2 separate regions of the Macaca mulatta genome follow, and region 2 is linked to region 1. Evidence: chromatin contacts called from public Hi-C data. All regions are on one chromosome and are shown on one strand. The core of a region is the stretch at or near the end of the contact, and the rest is flanking DNA. Distances in the headings are between cores, read along the strand shown.

Region 1 (3,274 bases), core at 271-2,770:
TTTTTGAGACGGAGTCTTACTCCATCGCGCAAGCTAGAGTGCAATAGCGCGATCTTGGCTCACTGCAACCTCTGCCTCCCGGATTCAAGCGATTCTCCTGCCTCAGCCTCCCTAGCAGCTGGAATTACAGGTGCGTGCCATTATGCCTGGCTAATTTTTGTATTTTTAGTAAAGATGGGGTTCCACCAAGTTGGCCAGGGTGTTCTCGAACTCCTGACCTCAAGTGATCCACCCGCCTCGGCCTTCCAAAGTGTTGGGATTACAGGCATGAGCCACTGCGCTCGGCTTCTAGATTCCTTTTTTTTTTTTTTTTTTTAAATAGACTCGGGCGATCCTCTTGCCTGTGTTTGCTGCATAGCTGGGACTACAGGCACAAACTACCACGTCCATCTCCAAATTCATTTTTAATTTCAGCAGTAGGAAAAAAGTGAAAAGGCCAAGTTTGCAGATGGAACCCAGAAGTGGGTGGGGCTTCGCTGTGAAATCTCTTGTAGCTTAACAGTGGCGTGGGGAATCTCAGAGTAAGCCCGGAGTTAGTTGAAAGGAGTCTTCAGCCAAAACTTTTATAACTTATTCTGGCGGGGGGAGGGGAAGCAGGCAAGTGGCAGGAGGGTGTTAAAAGGAGTAAAGGGGGCTCAAAGAGAGAAGCAGATTCTTGTTTCCCTTTTCATGTCAAAAGTTTTATTTCAAAGGAAGACTAAATATTTCTCTTATTCTGCCTGAATGGCCAAGTTTCCAAGTTTTTCTCAATCAACATGCAATCCTGTTAATCTAAAATGCTTGAATTTCTTGCTACTCTCTGCTTTACAGGGTTCCGTAACTTTTTTTTTTTTAATCTGAAAAGTGGAAGAAAAGTCTAACACTTTCACTTTAGAGTTACGATACTGACCAAAAAGGCGCTGAGCGCCCAGGTGTGCTGGCTTCCAGCTGAGCGCTGTCCCTGCGCCGCCTCCAGGGGTCGGCGGAATGCTGAACGATAAGCGTGGCGCATCCTCAACCTTGGCCCCACAATGAATCAATCACCCAAGAAAATTTAAAAACCACCAGGGCCCGAGCCGCAGCCCAGGCTGGAAAGTGCTGTGTTCAGGGAGACCCCAGTACTTTTTAAAGCTTTCCGGGAGAGTCCCACGTGCACCCAAGGGTGGGAAATTACCCACTTAATAAAAATTTCCCCTCTAAATGCGATGTTTCATTTTTAATGTACAACAGTTTTCTGAAATATTTCCATTGTTTTCATCGTATAGGTACATGTACATGTACACACCAAGACACATGCATGTGTATATATACTAATTTTTAAAATAATGGCTACGAGAATATTTGCATTGCTCAAGTTGGAGTCCTGTCCAATCCTGAGGGCGGGTCTAATGAGGGGCCGTACCTTCCAAGACTTCACTCCGCCCCTGGACGCCGCGCGGCGCTGCGCGTGCGCAAACGCTTTTCCCCGGCGAGCCGGATCTCGGAGTCTCCCAGTGCCTTCCGTGGCCTCCCTGGAAGGGGACAGCCCGCCCCGCCCCGCCCCGCCCCGCCCCGCCCCGCCCGCCGAAGCTCCGCCCCTCCCGCGGGCCGGCTCCGCCCTCACCTCCCGGCCGCCGCTGCACTCTGCCCCGGTTGTCCAAGATGGAGGGCGCTCCACCGGGGCCGCTCGCCCTCCGGCTGCTGCTGTTCGTGGCGCTACCCGCCGCCGGGTGGCTGACGACGGGCGCCCCCGAGCCGCCGCCGCTGTCCGGAGCCCCACAGGTAGGGCAGGGCGGACCCGGCTGGCCGCTTTACGACTCCGACCCTCCGGGAGGCCCGGGCAGTCCACAATGACGCTTTCCACATCCCACCGGTGGGCAGGGGCGGGGGTCCGGGCCCCCGAAGGAGGTGTGGGGAGAAGCACCCCAGGAAATTGGGGCGGCGTGGGAGGCCGAGGTAAGAGGGAAGGGACCTACTGGGGCTGCGTCGCTGTGAGTGAGCCTGGAGCCACCCCACACTGACTCTCCGGCGGCCCAAGCCGGCGCGCGACCTGACGGGGCTTTGCCGTCGAAGCGCGCGATTGCCGGTGATCGCGGGCCTTCGTAATGGCGCCTTCCCGGGGTAGAGCCGGCGCTTGGGCAGGGAATGTTTGCGTGCTCGGGAAGTGTGGAAGTTGCCCACTTCGCGCGTTTCCAGGCCACCTGTGCCTGCTCGGCCTGCGATCGCGAGGGCCCGCGGTCCCGAGGCTGCGGGGCTCCGCTGGGCTGAGGTGGGCAGAGGCAGAGACCCGGCCCTCGCGCGACGTAGTGTTTTTGTCGGATGTTGGAGGAGAAGTTCTCACGGCGGGGCGCGATCGGCGGCGTCGGCATCCGCTGGGAACTCAGCCCGTCCTCTGGGGGCGGGGCCCAGCAGTCCGGGTTGGCGAGTCCTACAGGTGCTTCTGATGCCGGCTGAGGTGGGAGAATCGAGGCATCCTAACATTGAAACGTGGCTGATGCTCACCATTTCTGCCGTAGAGTCGTGCCTACCTAGGCCAGTATCAGCCTTTTTTTCAGTAGAATGGTAGGGAAAAGTTTGAATATTTTAAAGTGCAAGTTTTCTGAGAATGACAAGAGACTATGTCGGTACACCTTATCTTACTCCTCAAGACTTGAATACGAACACTCTAAATATAAAGGTGAAGGGCACGGTAAATGTCACTTTGACCAACAAGGTGAAACCGCGTCTCTACTAAAAATAGAAAAATTAGCCGGGCGTGGTGGCAGGTGCCTGTAGTCCCAGCTACTCGGGAGGCTGAGACAGGAAAATTGCTTTAACCCAGGAGGCAGAGGTTGCAGTGAGCCAAGATCGTGCCACTACACTCCAGCTTGGGTGACTGAGCGAGACTCCGTCTCAAACAAAAACAAAACAAAGCAAGTTTTAACGTTTTAGAATAATGACATTACCCCATGTGGGTACAAAAATGACGAGCATGTCTCAGTTCTGCAGGGCATTACAAGAAGCCAGACATTGCCTGCCGTAAGAACCACCTATATCTGAAATTATATGTGGATCACAGTTGCATCTGGTTAAACAATAGGAATGTGATGGACAGGCACCAAGGGACCAAATAAAAGTGAAATAGTTCTAAAAAGTTCTGGAAATATGGACATTATTTTCCCATTTTTCAAGTTTTAAAGATTCATAATTGACACCTATGTGTCAAGCGATGTTTAGGTCTATATAATCTGTGAAAAATACATTTTGACTGCAGGCTTAAAATACACTGCATTGTCAGCTGGCTCTTAGTGATTTTATTATTTCAGTTCTCCCTTCT
Region 2 (3,294 bases), core at 570-3,069, 94 kb after region 1:
ATTCTCTAATCCTCAAAATTTGTCAGCATCTTGATACCAGTTTAAAATGAGGTGGAGAATCCCTTGTGGACTACATGGCATGCCTAGTACTGAACCTATAAAAATGTAAACGCTTCTTGAATAACTAATGCTATAAAGCAGCTTTATACAGCTTTTCATAGTCTAGGAATGTTGGAAAGTTGATCAGCACTGCCTGTTTTTGGTGGTTTTTTTTTTTTTTTAAGGTATTTACAGGCCACAAGTTGTTAATGTTAATACAAAACAGAGTTTTGCTCCTATTTCTTGGTATAAGAACAAAAACTGGACGGGCGCAGGGGCTCACGCCTGTAATCCCAACACTTTGGGAGGCCTAGGCAAGCGGATCACAAGGTCAGGAAATCGAGACCAGCCTGGCCAAGATGGTGAAACCCCATCTCTACTAAAATACAAAAAGTTTGCCAGGCGTGGTGGAGCGCGCCTGTAGTCCCAGCTACTTGGGAGGCTGAGGCAGGAGAATCCCTTGAACCCGGGAGGCGGAGCTTGCAGTGAGCCGAGGTCGCGCCACTGCACTCCAGCCTGGCGACAGACCAAGACTCTGTCTCAAAAAAAAAAAAAAAAAAGAACAAAAACCAGCTCCTTTGGAAAAGAAAGCAGGGCTTTATATTGAGACATTTAAGCCCGTAAAAATATTTCAAGAATCTGTCTTAACATCTACTAAGGTGACTATCATTGTGACTACGTGACAAAGATCTACTGCACCCATTCTAAAACATCGGGAATGTTTTCAGCAATAACTAAACGTCTAATTTCAAAGAGGAAGCCGTAAATTAGTGCTTTCAAGAGAAAAGAGCATCACTGTGCTGTTGGAAGTTAGTAACTAATATAAAAGCGACCCTTCGCGGTTATAGCAGGAAACTATTTTTGATTAAATAAGAGCTTGAGATTATCCACCATAAGGCACTTCAGGATCTACGTCTGTCTCTAACTTTGTCATCACATTTACATGAAACTAATGTTTCGAGGGAAAACTTTTCTAAAAGGTACCAACTCTAAACCAAAAGGCCCACAGGCCTTCCAGAGGACGCCACGCTCTAGAATAAATAAGAAATAACATCCCCAACAATATCACTCTAACCTAACAAATTTTAAGGAGAGTTGCCTCCCAATGTCATGGCCATCGGGGTTTTTACCTGTGAGGGTTTCGGGGTGGGGGGCGTGAACCGGTTCCGGAGAGAACCAGTTAAAAAAGCGAAGGACTAAACACTCTCGGCTGGTGACTTCGCTAACGACACAGACCAAAAGACGGGATCGACAAGAGCCCCCGAAAAGTCCCCCGCCGGACAGGATTCCTCAGGTAGGGGGACTGTCACCTAAGCCAAGTTGTCGGGGACAACAGCAAGGACCTAAGACCTCAGGCAGGCTCACGGAGGGTTGCGCTGCGGGTTCTCGCTGCGGGCCTCCCGAGTCCCTCACCCACCCGGCCCTGGAAAATCCGGGGTCCCCAGAGCACCGCCAGAGTGAAAACTCACCTGCGGCGGCCCAAGCTCCTCGGGAAACCGCCCAACGCCAGGCACAGAGTATTGGCCGAGTGGAGGTCCCGGCAGCGAGGAAGGAGGGCCTGACCCAGTCCAGCCCACCTTGCTCTCCGCTCACGGCCCCAGTACTGCCCAGTTCAATCGTCACCACCACCTGCCGGCGCGGCTTCTGCTCGCCGAGAATTTGAAGACAAACCCTCCAGGGTCACTTCCGGTGCCGGGGACGACCTCAGCGACTCCGGCGCACGCGGGGCAACACCCCGGGAGCGAGGACGCTGGGCTGCAGCGGCGGAAGAGGGTGTGGCCGGGCTCGGGGGCGCGCGTGCGCAGTCTGGCGCCTCCTCCCGGCGGACGCGGCGGCGGCGACCACGGATAGTATAGACCTTGGTATAGATGGTATTATAGTACTACATCGCGCGCCTCTGTACCTTGTTCAGGTGCTTGCCCACTTTCCCTCCCATTTGATTTTCACCACACTCACACACACACCGAGGTCAGGTGTCTATTTTAGAGGTGAATGTCCAGGATCAAGCAATTCGTTTATGACAAATCCTGTTTTAGAACCTAGTATTCAGAATTCCCCAGCTGGGCTCCGTGTCATGACATAACAATAGGGAGGGGGTAAACAAAGATTCTCGGACACACTGCTAGTGGGATTTTATTGATTTTTTTTTTTTTTTTTTTTTTTTTGGTCACCGTTTTAATACGATGAGACAAGGAAAATGATGCTATTTCATGATTTACACGTATGTACTCCACAGGGCTTCCTCCAGTCTCAATCATCCTCTGCCATCACTTGAGGCAGAATAGGGCACTTATCACACATTCCTTTAAAAATGCAAGGTAAGTAAGTTTCAAACATTAAAACATCCCAACTGGGCACAATGGCTCATCCCTGTAATCCCAGCACTTTGGGAGGCTGAGGCGGGAGGATACCTTGAGCCAGGAGTTCAAGACCAGCCTGAGCAACATAGTGAGACCCCTGTCTCTACAAAAAGTACAAAAATTGTCTGAACATGGTGGCACACGCCTGTAGTCCCAACCACTCAGGAGACTGACACAAGAGGATCACTTGAGCCCAGGAGTTGGAGGCTGCAGTGGGCCATGATGGCACCATTGCACTCCAGTCTGGGAGACAAAGTGAGGCCCTATCTCTAAAAAGAATAAAAGCACCCCAGTCATCTAACATAGACATGTAAAAGCAATTCAGGGGAAATACATCCATTCAGTCAACAAATGTTTACTTAGCAACTACTATGTGTGAGACAGTGTTGGCACTGGATATACAGTGGTCACAAAATAGAATGTTTCATGGGGCTTAAAGTCTTGTAACATTCTCAACTGAGTAGAGAATAATAGTTTCACTGTAGTAAATATGAACTCTATTGTAATAGGGAACAGGAAACTATATTTAGTATATATTTTTGGAATCAAAACCAATTCAGGGAGGTACAGATTAATTACCCTAATTCAACCTTCATCTTTTATATGAGTTCAAAGGTATGGTTTGAATTTATAAAGCCAATTTACAGTTTAAAAACTTCTCAAAGGCCACAATATTAATACACATTGTATGATTCCATTTATACGAAATTCTAGGCCAGGCACGGTGACTCACACCTGTAATCCCAGCACTTTGGGAGGCCGAGACAGGAGGGTCACTTGAGGTCAGGCGTTTGAGACCAGCCTGGCCAACATAGTGAAGCCCCATCTCTACTAAAAATACAAATATTAGCTGGGCCTGGTGGCGCACACCTGTAATCCCAGCTACTTGAGTGGC

Evidence for each region. Hi-C and Micro-C count contacts between places; a contact is called where the count stands out from the background.
Region 2: a Hi-C map of fetal cortex germinal zone shows a contact between it and region 1, with 2.2 times the contacts expected there. The contact joins the promoter of KATNA1 here to the promoter of GINM1 in region 1. A contact is called at or near these places in 2 of 14 Hi-C or Micro-C datasets (cortical neurons and fetal cortex germinal zone).

What each region holds. Positions count from the first base shown.
Region 1 is chr4:68,063,760-68,067,033 of T2T-MMU8v2.0, forward strand. GINM1 (glycosylated integral membrane protein 1) reads left to right here and starts at 1,521. Exons shown (of 8, transcript NM_001193728.2): 1 at 1,521-1,740. The coding sequence starts at 1,621.
Region 2 is chr4:68,156,989-68,160,282 of T2T-MMU8v2.0, forward strand. It overlaps KATNA1 (katanin catalytic subunit A1), which reads right to left and starts at 1,820. Exons shown (of 10, transcript XM_028847201.2): 1 at 1,509-1,820.